Regions from separate parts of the Mus musculus genome. Here regions 1, 2, 3 and 4 are each linked to region 5. A link is a contact called in public HiChIP or PLAC-seq, Micro-C and promoter capture Hi-C data. All regions are on one chromosome and are shown on one strand. The core of a region is the stretch at or near the end of the contact, and the rest is flanking DNA. Distances in the headings are between cores, read along the strand shown.

Region 1 (2,700 bases), core at 42-2,541, 290 kb after region 5:
ACACGGCCAGCATCCGAAGCAGTGGGCAGCTGTCTGGCAGGAGTGTGTCCCTGCGTAAGATGAAACGGCCTCCCCCGCCTCCCCGCCGGACCTACTCCCTCCATCAGCGCGGCTCCGCAGTGCCTGATGGGCCCTTAGGGTTGCCGCCCAAACCTGAGCGAAAGCAGCAGCCACAGCTGCCTCGGCCGCCCACTGCGGGTGGCTCTTCAGGGGTGGGGGCAGTATCTTGTCCACCCAGCTCAGCAGGCACCTGGGGCTCTGGCTTGTCCCCAGGTGGCTCCAGGCGTCCCCCACGTTCCCCAGAACGGACACTTTCACCTTCAAGTGGCTACTCGAGCCAGAGCGGTACCCCAACTCTCCCTCCCAAGGGTCTGGCAGTTGCCCCTGCTTCCCCAGGCAAGGCTCAGCCCCCCAAACCAGATCGAGTGACATCCCTTCGATCTCCTGGGGCCTCTGTATCCTCTTCCCTTACATCTCTGTGTTCCTCTTCTTCAGACCCTACTCCTTTAGACCGCTCTGGCCCACAAATGTCTACCCCCTTGAGTGACAGGTTCGTCATACCTCCTCATCCCAAGGTGCCTGCTCCTTTCTCTCCACCACCTTCCAAGTCCAAGAGCTCGAACCAAGCTGCTCCTGTTCTGGCTGCCCCTGCTGTGGCTCCTGGGCAGGTGTCCACCATCGACACCAGTCCTGCATCCCCTTCCATGCCCCAGACAACCTTGACTCCAGCCCAGGAGTCTCCTGTTGCCTCCAAAGATGAGTCACCCCCACCATCCCCACCCCCATCTTACCATCCACCCCCACCACCTACTAAGAAGCCGGAGGTGCTGGAGGAGGCCCCACCTCCTCCGGAAGCTGCTGTGGAGATCCTTCCAGATCCCAGCTGGCCGCCGCCACCACCACCTGCACCTGAGGAACAGGACCTGTCGATGGCTGACTTCCCCCCTCCTGAGGAGGTCTTCTTCAATGCAGGCCCTGAGCTTGGCCCTCTGGAGTCCTGCAGCTCTGAGGCTGCCGTCCCCCCAGCTGCTAGCTTGTCCCAGACTCCTCCGCCAGCTCCACCTCCTAGTTCTGGATCAGAACCTCTGGCCAGGCTCCCACAGAAGGACTCAGTGGGCAAGCACAGCGGGGCTCCCAGGGAGGATTCGGGCACGCCTCTGGTCACACCCTCGCTCCTGCAGATGGTCCGGCTTCGCTCTGTGGGTGCTTCCACAGGGATTCCGAACCCTTCTCCGGGTTCATCGGCCCCTCAGAAGCCTCTGCGAAGAGCCCTGTCTGGGCGCGCCAGCCCAGTGACTGCTCCCTCCTCTGGGCTCCATGCTGCCGTCCGACTCAAGGCCTCTAGCCTGGCTGCCAGTGAGAGTCCTGCGAGTGCTCTGCCCACTGGAATACCCGAGGCAGAGCCACGGTCGCCACAGTCTCCTGCCTCCAAGGCCAGCTTCATCTTCTCCAAGGGCACCAAAAAACTGCAGCTGGAGAGGCCCGTGTCCCCCGAGGCCCAGGCTGACCTCCAGCGGAATCTGGTGGCTGAACTTCGGAGCATTTCAGAGCATCGGCCACCTCCCCAGGCCCAGAAGAAGCCTTCCAAGGCTCCCCCACCAGTGGCCCGCAAACCCTCAGTGGGAGTCCCTCCTCCGTCCCCCAGTCTTCCCAGGACGGAGTCTCTTACTGCTCCATCCACCAATGGGCTCCCTCACGCTGAGGACAGGACTAACGGGGAGCTGGCGGAGAATGGAGGTGTGCAGCTGGCTGCTACAGAGAAGATGGGCTCCCCTGGTTCAGGTACTGTAGGCACTGGTGCAAAATCCGTTCTCAGAGGGCCCACCATAGGTGGGCATGCTCTTGGATCTACAAAAACTGATAGCAGTCTGAGCCTGGAGGGATAGTCGGGTCATGTGCTCTGGCAGCCGCCCGGAATAAATTTCAGTTTTGTCACATTATCTCCTATCTCACTTAGGTTTAAAATGGGGCGGAGACACCCACGATACCGGCTGTCTATAAGTGTCTAGCCTAGTGTCAGTGAAGGGACGGGATATAGGAAGGTTGGGTGAGGAGCGTTTTGGGGGTTTTGTCAGACCCCAGCTGGAAGGCCTGCTGAACCAATGTCCTTTTCTCACAGATCCACAGAAGAAACTGGTCTGACCGTCATCACTCAACTGGCCCTGCTGACCCATCCCAGGGATACAGTCTCTCAGGGACCCGAGCAGCTCCAAGGAACAGAGGATTTGGCAGACACAACCTAAGACAGGATGCCTGCGGCCTTAATCTCCACAGCCTCCATGTTTATGCAAGCCTGGTGTTGCCCATCCTCCAAGTGACCCCTCCCCTCATGCCTTTGCCTGAAAGGATTCACCTCCAGCAGCCCTTCAGCCTCGGCCTTAGCCTCCACTTGAAGAAGGTAGCTGGAGGGAGGGGGTGGCTGTGCCCCACCCCGGCCCCCAAGGCCACAGCGGTGGGAGGGGAGCAGAATACGCGTTTATTTTGTTTCATGTCTGGAATCATGTTTATTGCAATCTAGAATCAAAGCACTTTGCAAAGTGGCTGCATGTCCATCCTCCAGGGCTCACGAACCCACATTCCAAGAGCCTGTTTACACGGTGGTAGCGCCAGTGCTTGGTAGCCAGCCCCCAGCTGGGACCAGTCTGTCCACTCTGCCAGTCCAGTCCACTCCTTTCCTTAGTTCTCGGAGATGGGCAAGTC
Region 2 (2,700 bases), core at 136-2,635, 310 kb before region 5:
ATCCCCAACTCAGCCTACTTATATACCTATACCTTTAACACTTGGGAGAGACTTGAGGCAGGAAGATCAGAGTTCAAAGCCAACCTGTTATGAAGCATTTGAGATGATACCAAATCAAGAACCTATTTGGAACTTCTAAAAGTCCAATAAAACAAATGAAACAAAAGAACTTCTTCTGCATCCCCCATAGAAAAAGTCCATTAACAATTCTTTCCGATCATCCGATCCAAAACTAAGAGTGTCAGGATCAAAAAACGAAGCTCTGATAATGTGAGTTCTTCTATAGTCTTAGTTTCCTCTTGCACACTAACAAGGCTCAACTTCTCTCACTTCCTGTCTGAAACAGCTCAGTAACACAGAGCGGGGAAGCAAGTAAATACCATATACTAATCCAGCAATAGCGACTCCAAACTGAAACATTTGCTGAATGCCTACAATGACGCTAGATTAGTCACTTTATACTTCGTGACAAATCCAAGGGCAGAAACTAAACTATGGCACTTTATCGATATTTATGACCGTTTCTTAGGCGCTTTTCTGCAGAAGGATACGAGAGAGTCACAGATAAAAGATACCGCGGCTTACCTCATTAAATAGCCTTGACCTCAACACTGAGCATTTGCCAAAAAAAAAAAAGTTTACGCTTCCGAATACTTTACCGGCTAAAACTCAGACTCCGGGACAAGAGTCAAGCTTGGATGGTTAGCGCTGGGAAATGGGGGTGGGGAGGATGGCAAAGACATCTCTGGAAATTCATAAATTTACAATACATTTTTACGAAAAGGGGAAAGAACGCCAGAGATCAGCGTCACGGGAGACTCAGACCCTTTTCTCTTACTTGACTGCAACTCAGGGATCCCACGCTTGAGTGAATTAAGTCCCTGGACGCGAAGGGTTCCCTATCAACACAAAGACCAAGGGGCCTCCAGGATGCCTGTGCTCACGCGCCGGACAAACGCAGGCGCACCCCTGCACACCACCTAGTCCGCCACGCTCCTCCTCGTCCCCACTCGCTCTCACCACACCTTCGCCCCCACAAGGACACATGCTGCCCGCACACGCACCTTCTCCCGCATTCTTCTACGCTCTCTCGCTCTCTCGCTCGCTCACCCCACCTCGAGCCGCGCTCCCCGCCCCTGGCCCGGCCCGGCCCTCCTTCCGGGGACGTGTCTCGGGCCTGCTCTAATGGCAGCGGCGCCTCCCGCCCTCCCCTGCCCGAGGCCCGGGCGCCGCGCGGGGCCGCCCGGGAGGGGCGCACTCACGCTGGCAAGCTGGGGACTGGGCATTGAAGGCCGGCGGAGGCGGGAGCGAGGAGGCGCCTCTCTCCTCAGTCACCTCGGCGGCGGCGGCGGCGGCGGGAGCGGCGGCGGCGGCGGCGACGACTCCCCCCCAGCCTCGGCGCGCGACACCCGGCCCGGCCCGGCGGCGGCGGCGGCGGCGCGTGTCCACGAGTCCGTCTTGCTGCTGCTACTGTTGCTGCCGCGACCGCCGCTGTGTTCCCCCCCCGCTGCCGCCGCTGCCCCCGCTACCGCCGCTGCCCGCTGGCGTCGCCTCGCGCCGTGCCCGGCCGCTGCTGCCGCTCCAGCCGCTCCCGGACGAACGACGGTTACAGCCCGGCCGATCGCGCCGCCGCCACCACCGCTGCGCGCGCAGCCGGACCAGCTCCCGCCGCCGCCCCTCAGGGGGCGCTGCGGGGCGCGGCGCGCGCGGCGCAGCCACGCCCTCGGAACCGATGATTGGCTGCCGGCGGCTCGCGGCGGTTGGCCCCACCCACTCTGCCTACAGAGCTTTGACCCACTGCCCTGGGCGCCTCCCGCGCTCCGCCTCCGCGTGGCTTGCTGCGCTCGGCACTGGGGGCGACGGAAGGCGTATACATGTGACCGGCGCGGGGTGGGGGTAGCGGGGTGACGAACGTGGCTGAGGGAAGCGCCCGCCCACTCTGCGACTCGCCCATCCGCACCTGGGTCTAAGTTAGCGCCTCTGGCCACCCAGTGACCCGCAAGGTCGCGGGCGGATTCCGGATCCCGGGAGGCGCCTCGAGCCAGATCCCGCTGGGTCTGGGACTGGGACTGGGCGGCAACCGGGGCCTGAGCTCGGGGATTTCCAGCTCAGAAGTGGGGAACCGAGTACCTTATACTTGGCTGTCCTTCCTGGAGGCCTCGAACATCTCTGCGAAGTCTCTCTGCCCTGCTCCCCAGACCTCTATCGGGCAAGCAACACACAGACTCTTTAGATACGGAAATGCAGAATTAAGGAAAAAGTTTTTTCCTAGGTATTCTCAACTATTAAGCGGAATACTGTCTTCACAGCACAGATACTCTTCAATACTTAAATAAAGTATGAAGAATGGGCGTGATTAAAAAAAAAAGTCTGGCGGTGGTGGCCTATGCCTTTAAACCCAGTTCAAGGCCAGCCTGGTCTACAGAAAGAAAGCACCTCTAGAATTGGAACTGGGAATAGAACTCTGGGAAAAGCTTGCCTTGCATGTGAGGCCCTAAATTCAACTCTTGGGAGCCTCAAAAAAAAAAAAAAGTTTGAGTTGGATTTTAACAGTTTTGAAGATTATCTTAGAGATTCTCTAATGGAAGGAGGTTTTTTGTGTTGTGTTGTTTTGTTTTGTTTTTGTTTGCCTTTTGCTTTTGAAACCTGGCCAGAAGTTATAAGCCAGTTCATGCATCTTGATTTCTTGTTTGGAAAATG
Region 3 (2,700 bases), core at 14-2,513, 420 kb before region 5:
TCCTTGTTCCAGCTCCATCCTGGACCCTGACTGGGCCTTGTCCTCTGGCCCCACCGGGTCAGGTGGAGTGCCAGGGCTGCCAACCACAAACGCGGGCTGTACTTCCTGCTGATCTGTAGAATCCTCAGTCAGCACCTCTGGGTACAGTGCTGGACTCTGAAGAGGCTCCTGGGTGACCAGACTAAGGGGCTCGCCTCCAAAGAGCCCTGGGAATTCAAAAAGGTGATCAAGGCTGTCTGGCGCAACCCCATCCTTAGAAAAGAGCATGTTTTCAACCTCGGTTTCTACAGCACATTCCACCCAACTTCCACCTGGCTCTCCAGGCTCAGTGTCCTTAGAAGAAAGAAGCCTTGGGGGACCTGCAAAGGCCTCTGGAGAAGCACACTCGGGAGGGTCCCCATCTGGTCTTTGACCAAACCTCAGGGAAAAACCTGACTTTTCCTCCTCCTGGGGACAGATTCCACACTTCCTGCATTTCCTTCGGAAAGGGGGCAGGACTGGAGATGGGGGCGGGCCCTTTGCACTGAGCCCCTCTTTGCTGAGTGTAGGATCCTCTGGGGAAACCATTCCTTCGACAGTGGTGGCTTGTCTAAAGCTGGGGCTGCTGGCCTCTTCCATTCCTGCTGGCCCCTCTGTACAGACCAGTACTCTATCTGGGAAGTCCAGTGATGTACCACAAAGACTTCTGGAGCTTCCAGTAGCCAAGAAGTCACACAGAGAGTCCTGGAACCTAGACAATGTCCTCTGTCCACCAGCCCTGGCTAAAAACTTGTCAACAGGCCTATGTGGAAAAGAGGGAGGTCTCAGGGAAAGCCTGACTGGGTAGTCCTCCCCGGCTTGCCAACTCACCTCCTAGACATGCTCCCTCCCCCGACCCCCACTCCTCGCACTAGTCTGCAGAAGGGAAGCTATCCAGATAGGGCCACTCCTCTGAGCTTCCCAAGAGCTTTTTTACCCTTTAAGCTTTCTGCTTAAATGAAAAAGGGTAAAAGTCACTACTTATCAGTGACACTGTGAAATGAGGTATCTCGCTTCACCCTAGCTGGTTCAGAGACTGCCCAAAAGCACACAGAGAGCAGAAAAGAGGAGATTCTCCCAGAAATGCAAAAGCCAGCTCCACACGGAGCAGAAATCTCAGCCCTATCTATACCCCACTCCTATAAACAGGACTCTGAATCAAGCCAGTCCCTGAACGCACTAGGACCTCCGACCTAAAGCTCCAACCGCTTACATCTGAGCTGCTACAGCTCCTTCTCCTTCTACTCCTGGGGGGCCGGGGGGGGGGGTTGAGGGAAGAAGCACGTGATGCGGAGAAGATGGTCCTGGATCCAAGGGGTGGGAGGCAGGACCTGGTGGTGCCCAGCAACGGCTCCCTAGGGGTGCTGGCGTTCTTGTCCAGCAGGAGGCGCTCGCTCCCTGCCGAGGGCTTCTGGGAGGAGGTGCCAATCATTCTGCCTCCACGCGACCGGGCGGGGTGCGGGGTGCGTGGGCAAAGGAATCGCAGACCCCCCGGATGCCGAAAGCTGCCTAAGATTGTAAACAGAGTGGAGGAGGTGTCTGAAACCCCTGGGGATTGTTAAACTCAAATCTGATTATTTTTCCTAATTAGATATTTTAATATTGTCTGGCATACAATATATCTAGACACACATGTGCCTTCTAGTCGAATAGAACGTCAAGAAATAGAAAAGTTTAAACTTCCTCTCATTTCTCAACCCTCTACTCTGTGGAACTTTGGGGTTTTTCTTTGTGGTCGATTTTGTTTGCCTGATTTCATAGCTATGGGTGACACTCCCATGCACATATCACTTGGCTCTTAAAATTTAAAAACCAAGTGATATGGCACTTAATAATCCATTAATCTATTAATTATTTATATTTATTGTTAATAGTATAATTAGTTGTTGATTATATATATTATAATTTATGATTAATTAGTTATTGATCCCACATGTGGTGACTTTATTTACTATTCTTTCCCCCCTCCACCCAGTTTTTAGTTTTTGAATATTTTTTAATTTTTAAAAATTGAATGTATTGGGCATGGTGGCCCATACCTTTAATCCCAGCACTCGGGAGGCAGAGGCAAGCGGATTTCTGAGTTCCAGGCCAGCCTCGTCTACAAAGTGAGTTCCAGAACAGCCAGGGCTATACAAGAGAAACCCTGTCTCAAAAAAAAAACGACAAATAAATAAATAAATAAATAAATAAATAAATAAATAAATAAATAGGAGGAGGAGGGAGAAGGAAGGGAAAGAGAGAGAGACAGAGAGAGAGAGAGAGAGAGAGAGAGAGAGAGAGAGAGAGAGAGAGAGAGAGAGAGAGAAGCAAAGTAAAATGTGAAGTCTGCCCAGCACCACCCTCTGCCTTTGAATTCAGAGGCCAGCCTGGGTGTATAAGACCCTGCCCCGAATTAAATAGATACAACAAATAAAATACCAGTTGCAAGGGATTCTGGGAAGCCACTTCCACCTCACCTCTTCCCAAGAGAGCAGGAAGGCACACTGGAATGGGAGAATGGAAGCAATATTTGAAAATATCTTTCATCTAATTAATATGTCAATTGCTTTCTCTCTCTTATGAATTTTGATTTGATTTGGCCTCATGAATCTCAGACTGGCCTAGAAATCAGTAAGTAACCAATGGGAGCCTTAATCTTCTCACTTCCAGGGTGCTGGGATCACAGGTGTGGACTACCAC
Region 4 (2,700 bases), core at 152-2,651, 320 kb after region 5:
AATATTCTAGAACTTTAACCTTGTGGGTATACAAGAACTGACTAAAATGTACCCTTCGAAGAGGTGAATGAATGTTCTTAGTGACAGGGTCTCTGTATAGAGCTCTACCTAGCCAGGAACTCATTATGTAAACAAGGCTGGCCTCCAAATTGCAGCCACCCCCCTGTCTCTGACTCTCAGGTATTAAGATTACAGGTAGCATGTACCACCACACCCAGGATAGGTAAATTTAAAAAAAAAAATAGCTTGGTGGTGCAACCGCCCTTAGCGTAATTCTAGTCCAGTCTTTATCTGGCTTGTAAAACAAAGTTTACAAGCCCCTCATGACTTGGCTCCTACCTGTCTCTCCTTAGAGAACATGTCAAAGGACAGCAATAGGTTCTGTGGAGGAACATCAGAGGCACGGGCAGGCAGGGATGGAAACGGTTCTGTTGGCAGGGAGTTGTGGTGGCCGAGCAGTACTGTGCTTGCTTTATTCCATTTAAATCAGTGTCCTTGGACAAAGGGTGTGTGAGGGCACTGAAGGCTGAGTCCAGGGCCTTACTCATGCTTTACCACGGAGCTGAGCCTAGCCTTCTCCCTGTTCTACAATATTCTTGCTTCCCCTTGGGTCTTCCCTGTCTGAAATGCAGTTCTCAGCGCCCGCGTGTACACAACACACACACACACACACACACACACACACACGCCAGAAGAGGACGTCAGATCCCCTGATACAGGCCGTACCGAATAACCTGACATGGGTGCTGGGAACTGAAAACGGGTCTTCTGTAAGAGCAGTACTTTCTTTCCATTTCAGAGCCATCTCTTCGGCCAGCTCGCCCCTTATTTCTTTTCAGAACTTCAGTCATAGGAACTTTCAGTACGTGTTTTATTTGGGTTATAGGTCCTTTTAAATTTCCGGTTCTCTCCGCCAGAGTCCTGGAAAGACATGGCCCTGACTCCCTAGAGCCTAGCAGTGCTCCCGGCATGGAATAGGATGGGTGGAATGAGGTTCCCAGCCCCAGGAATGGCTGGAGCACAAGCTACGTGCACACAAAGGGTGAGCCCACTGGAGTTTCTCTTGCACCCTGAGAATGGCTGCTTGACTGATCAACTAGCAGAGAGGGCCGTAGAGCCGCCCAGGCGCGGAGACCGCGGCCCCACTCGTTTAGGGATTGGCATCGGGAATCATGGGACTTCAAATTCTCGGTACCCAACGGCGCATCCCAACCCCCCACCAAGGCCTGACCTGCAGGTTCCGGGTGATAAGATGCAGCTTCTCCTCAGGGCTTGGAGCATCACCCATGGCTCCGCTGTCTCTGTTTCCCGCGCTCAGCCGGCACCCGCGCCCTTTCCTCGTTCGCCGTCGTCTCCGCGTGCCGGGAACTGTCACGCTAGTCCCGTCGGGTTGCATCAGCTGAGCTCGTCGCTCCGCTTGCTAGGCCTAGATTCTGTCTGTCCCCTCCTCTCCCCGAGCATCCCCGAGTCAGGAGCAGCAGAGAGTCGAAAGAATCGATGAAACAGGAAGGGGCGGAACCATCCAAAAAAAAAAAAACCAAAACAGTGTAGGTGGAGCTGGGGGGCGGGGTTAGGAAGGCCGCCCATGACGCACCCTCTCAGGGGCGGGGCGGTTTCCTGCCAATCACTGCTTGCTTGCCCTCCCCCTGGTGTTGGCCCCGCTGCCTCGGGGTGGGGGAGGTCGTGAAGGGGGCGATAAAATGGCGCAGGGGGCGGAGTGAGGTGCTGCCGCTCGCCCAGGCTTTTGGCCCGGCTTCCGGAGGTGAAGAGCGGGCGGGACGTAAGGGTCGGCGCCCGTCGTCTAGGCGAGGGGTCGGGGGGGAGGGGGCGGGCCGCCTGTTGCTTCTCCACAGGGCCGCGTTCTTCGTCTTGCCCCCGTGAGGAGTAGGGAAGCTCGTCTCGCTGAGGGAAGGGCTGCTTCTCGCGCCAGAGGTGATGGCGGGCGGGGAGGTTGTCCCTGCCCCCCACCTCCACATCCGTGGGCGAGTGACGCCCCTCATCCCGCTGAGGAAAAGGGAGCTGTCAGGTCCTCGGGCCGCCGGCCCTGCCAGTGGGGGCGGGGGGGGGGGTCTTCCTCTCCCGGTGCCTGCCTTCCCCGCGGGAGGCTGTTGCTAGGGAGAGCGGGGATGGCGGGCTTCCCGCGGGGCGTCGTGGCGGGAGAGGGCGACCCACTCCGGGCGACCGCGGGCCGCAGCCTGCCGAGATGTGGCAGTCAGCGTCTGTCCCCTGAGGTCGGGTGCCCTGGCGGAGCCCGCGGGGGGACCTGGGTCGCCCCTGGGGGGAGGGGCGCGGAGGGAACACGCGCTCCTCCCGCTATCCGCGGGGAGGCGAGGACTCGCTCTCCCGAGTGGGAGGAGGAGGGAAGTGCAGAGGCCCTGGGCGCGGCGGGCGGGCGGGTAGTGTTCCCGACGGGGAGGCCCGCGGGCATCCTCGCAAGGTATCCCTGGGCCACCGTTGCTGGGTTTCATCCAGGGCCGCAGGGAATGCTGCAGACACCTAAGGTGAGCCCTTCTTCAGAGGGCCACCAAATGAGGACGGAGTTCACCGGCTGCCCTCATTTTTTGTTTTTTGTCCTCCCCCCCCCACCCCCCCGTGGTTGTTAAGAGCCCCAGGCTTTAATAGACTATTCTTGTAAAAGAAACCTGTTGCTTCAGTTTAGAAAAATCTGCTGCCTGGGCCTGTGTGGGAATTCTTGGCTCC
Region 5 (2,700 bases), core at 97-2,596:
TTTGAAAGGCTTCTTGAAAGAGAATTTCTTCTTCTTCTTGGGGGTCTCCTTGGGGGCGACCTCCCCCTTGGCCTCAGCTTCCTGGCTAGGGGGCGCTGGCTCGATGGCATCACCAGTAGCCCCAGCTGCCTCATCTGTTCCGTTCACGGGTGGTGACTCCCCTTCACCCTTGGGGGTTAAGTCTCCATTGCTTCTCACGTGGCCATTCTCCTGCGGGGCAGAGGGGACAGCAGTGAGGGCCCGGGCCCTTCTTCCCCTCCCCCAGCCCGCTTCTGGCCCCTCGCAGGCCACCGCCGACATCCAAAGGCAACCAAGTCTGGCTTTGGCCTCACTCCCATCCAACATCACCCTCACCCCTCACAGGCGCGCAGGGACGAGCGCAGCCAGCAGGAGGCGCTGGGGTTCGGGCCCCCACCCCCCTCCCGCGGGGCGCGCTCTCTATTTTCCGCGCGGAACCTCACCGGGCCTGGATCCTTCGCCGGCGGGCCAGCCTTGCCCAGCACTACTGGGCGGGAAGCAGCCCTGGGGCGCTGCCTCCCCGCACCTGGACGGCCTATTTTCCCAGGCTTGCGCTTTGTGTGATCAGCCCCCACCCACCCCAGAGTCTCCCCGCATCTCTGCTCCCCACCGCTTCAAAAGCCACCGCGGGCTGCCGGGATCGGGGCTCCAGATGGGGCGCCCTGGGCGCCGAGTACCATCCCCACGGCCCTAGACGCCCCCTTGGTGCGGCCTAGCAGCGCCTTTGTTCCCGCGCGGCCTTCGGGGCGGCCTGGGGGCAGCGCCCGCGGGCCGGGCGCGAACAAAGAAGGCGACGAGCCCGGCCGGCGCCCCCTCCCGCCCCTCCCCTCGTTCGCCCGCGGGGGCTGCGGCGCCGAGAACAAAGGGACCGGGCGGGGGAGGGGGCGCCGCGTGTCCCGGGCCGGACAAAGCGCGCGGCCCCGGCCCTGGGCCCCAGAGGGGGCGAGGCCGGCGGGCTGGGGGCCGGGATCCGCCGCTCCGAGCGCACTCACCTGTCCGTTGGCCTTCGCGGGGGAAGCGCCCGCTGCCTCCTCGGCGGTCACGTCGCCCCGGGGAGCCTTAGAGCTCTGGCTGCCCATGATGGGGGTCTGCTGGGGGCGCCCGGAGCCGCCCCGCGCTGGCGCCGCAGGGGATAGTTCGGCTGGGACGGCCCGGCGGGCAGAGGGGTGGGGCTGCGTCCGAGGGGGAGGGGTACGGGGGGCAAAGCGCACTGCACCCCCGCTCCGCAGCCGACCCGCTAGCTGCGCCCACTGCTGCTGCGCTCCGCGCCAGAATGCCGCCCGCCGCCCGCCGAGCCGCCTATATGTACGCGCCCGAGGCTCGGGGCGGGGCCGGACATTTAAATGAGCACCCAATCCGGGGTGGAGGCGGGGTCGGGCCCGGGTTCCTCTCGTGCAGTGGGCAGTGCCAAGCTGTCTGGTTCCCCCATCACTTGGGACGACCAGGGGCAAGTAGGGTTCAGTGTGGAAATGAGAGAGGTTCCCGGTCGGTCCGGGAGATGGACTGGGAGGAGGCCGTCGATGAAGAAGCACTCAGTCATCCCCAGCCCACTTTCAGCCTAACTCATACTTCACAGTGGAGAGGCCCCCAGTCCCTGGTTCTACACTGGCTCCTTGAACTCTTGGAAGGGCTCACATGTCCAGACTCGTCAGACGGCTGGTGCTGAGTTACACTCTAGAAATTTGTCCAAAACTCACGCGCCCGGACACAAACACACACCCACACACACACACATACCCTGAGTTCGGCGCCCCCTCAGGCCAGAATTCAAGTCCCACCCACGTCCCTGTCAGTCTATGTGCTGTGCGGCCACCCTGGGGGGCTGACCTAACTCAGGTCAAAATGGAGATCCAACAAGTCGGTTTTCTCAGTCTGTTGGTGGCAGCTCTTACTCCTCACAACCTAAATCCATCACCAGGTCTCTGTCTCTGTCTCTCTCTGTCTCCCCACTGCCGTGTGTGTGTGTGTGCGTGTGTGTGTGTGTGTGTGTGTGTGTGTGTGTGTGTGTGTGTGTTTGTGTGTGTGTGTCTTTGACCAGAAGGCATTGCATCTTCATCCCCCTTTGTAAGCAAAGAGCCTGGGGCGCAGAGATGTTTAAGTATACCTGACTTAGGCCTGGCTTCCCTCCCCTCGAGTCTGTGACCATACACTGAGACTTCCACATATAGGTAGGTACCATAAAGCCAGGGAGGCTCAACAGACTCCAAATACCCCTTCCTGAATGTGACAGGAATCGTTTGGATTTCTTCCACAACTGTGGCACACTATTAGGGATAAACCCCCAAACCTACCCTGTTTGAAGACCTGGTCCTTCTCTGTTTCCTTCTTTGGACCAGGTAGGCCAGTTAGAATCCCAGAGTCCTTGGCTGAGCCTATATATGTTTTCCGATGTGTACAGCTACTTCCTCTTGTCCCCCAATAGGAAAGGCTTCAGGCTAGAGGAAGCCGAAGGTTGTGAAAGAAAGGCTGATGTCCTGAACAGCTCAACCAATATGTCCCTCTGTCCTAGGAGAGGCCTCCTGGGAGACCAGAAGCTGTAAGGTGCAAACAACCCCAGGGCCTGAGAAATCAGGGAACTGCACACAGATGTGACCATAGCGGGATGAGGTGGTGTCCACATTCTGTGTTTACTCCTGTGCCCATTCCCACCCTGACTCTGATGCTACAGGACTGTCTTCTCAT

Evidence for each region. Promoter capture Hi-C pulls out the DNA fragments that hold promoters and counts their contacts. A called contact is a pair of places that touch in the nucleus more often than the background predicts. HiChIP or PLAC-seq counts read pairs in DNA pulled down with a chosen protein or histone mark.
Region 1: an H3K4me3 HiChIP or PLAC-seq map of embryonic stem cells shows a contact between it and region 5, with 11 read pairs. The contact joins the enhancer-like site here to the promoter of Marcksl1 in region 5. A contact is called at or near these places in 13 of 39 promoter capture datasets (the 3T3-L1 cell line, 3T3-L1-derived adipocytes, the C10 cell line and 8 more), 1 of 484 Hi-C or Micro-C datasets (embryonic stem cells), 4 of 115 datasets of contacts at active chromatin or transcription factors (embryonic stem cells and pancreatic cancer cells) and 2 of 9 other capture datasets (adipose tissue and pancreatic islet).
Region 2: a Micro-C map of embryonic stem cells shows a contact between it and region 5, with 5 times the contacts expected there. The contact joins the promoter of Ptp4a2 here to the promoter of Marcksl1 in region 5. A contact is called at or near these places in 1 of 484 Hi-C or Micro-C datasets (embryonic stem cells) and 2 of 115 datasets of contacts at active chromatin or transcription factors (effector CD8 T cells and pancreatic cancer cells).
Region 3: a contact with region 5 is called in an HNF4G HiChIP or PLAC-seq map of pancreatic cancer cells. The contact joins the promoter of Spocd1 here to the promoter of Marcksl1 in region 5. A contact is called at or near these places in 2 of 39 promoter capture datasets (pre-B cells and stem cell-derived epiblast-like cells) and 2 of 115 datasets of contacts at active chromatin or transcription factors (double positive thymocytes and pancreatic cancer cells).
Region 4: a promoter capture Hi-C map of neural stem cells shows a contact between it and region 5. The contact joins the promoter of Yars here to the promoter of Marcksl1 in region 5. A contact is called at or near these places in 13 of 39 promoter capture datasets (the 3T3-L1 cell line, the C10 cell line, cranial neural crest and 8 more), 2 of 484 Hi-C or Micro-C datasets (both in embryonic stem cells), 3 of 115 datasets of contacts at active chromatin or transcription factors (embryonic stem cells and large pre-B cells) and 3 of 9 other capture datasets (adipose tissue, liver and pancreatic islet).

The regions. Positions count from the first base shown.
Region 1 is chr4:129,220,897-129,223,596 of GRCm38.p6, reverse strand. C77080 (expressed sequence C77080) reads left to right here. Exons shown (of 7, transcript NM_001033189.3): 6 at 1-1,782; 7 at 2,120-2,700. The coding sequence ends at 2,142. Among named protein-coding and RNA genes, the nearest start is that of Gm12976, 17 kb to the left of the region's middle. Within about 2 kb of position 1,291, at least 41 of the 459 cell types and tissues checked have an H3K27ac peak or open chromatin away from gene starts, as enhancers often do. A contact at or near this core is called in embryonic stem cells, where this site is marked.
Region 2 is chr4:129,819,164-129,821,863 of GRCm38.p6, reverse strand. Ptp4a2 (protein tyrosine phosphatase 4a2) reads right to left here and starts at 1,385. Exons shown (of 6, transcript NM_008974.4): 1 at 1,263-1,385.
Region 3 is chr4:129,927,330-129,930,029 of GRCm38.p6, reverse strand. Spocd1 (SPOC domain-containing protein 1) reads right to left here and starts at 1,263. Exons shown (of 15, transcript XM_017320505.1): 1 at 1,232-1,263; 2 at 1-781. The coding sequence starts at 1,233.
Region 4 is chr4:129,188,604-129,191,303 of GRCm38.p6, reverse strand. It overlaps Yars (tyrosyl-tRNA synthetase), which reads right to left and starts at 1,401. Exons shown (of 13, transcript NM_134151.5): 1 at 1,232-1,401. The coding sequence starts at 1,288. S100pbp (S100P binding protein) reads left to right here and starts at 1,725. Exons shown (of 7, transcript NM_001379590.1): 1 at 1,725-1,762.
Region 5 is chr4:129,512,227-129,514,926 of GRCm38.p6, reverse strand. Marcksl1 (MARCKS-like 1) reads right to left here and starts at 1,346. Exons shown (of 2, transcript NM_010807.4): 1 at 1,011-1,346; 2 at 1-210. The coding sequence starts at 1,097.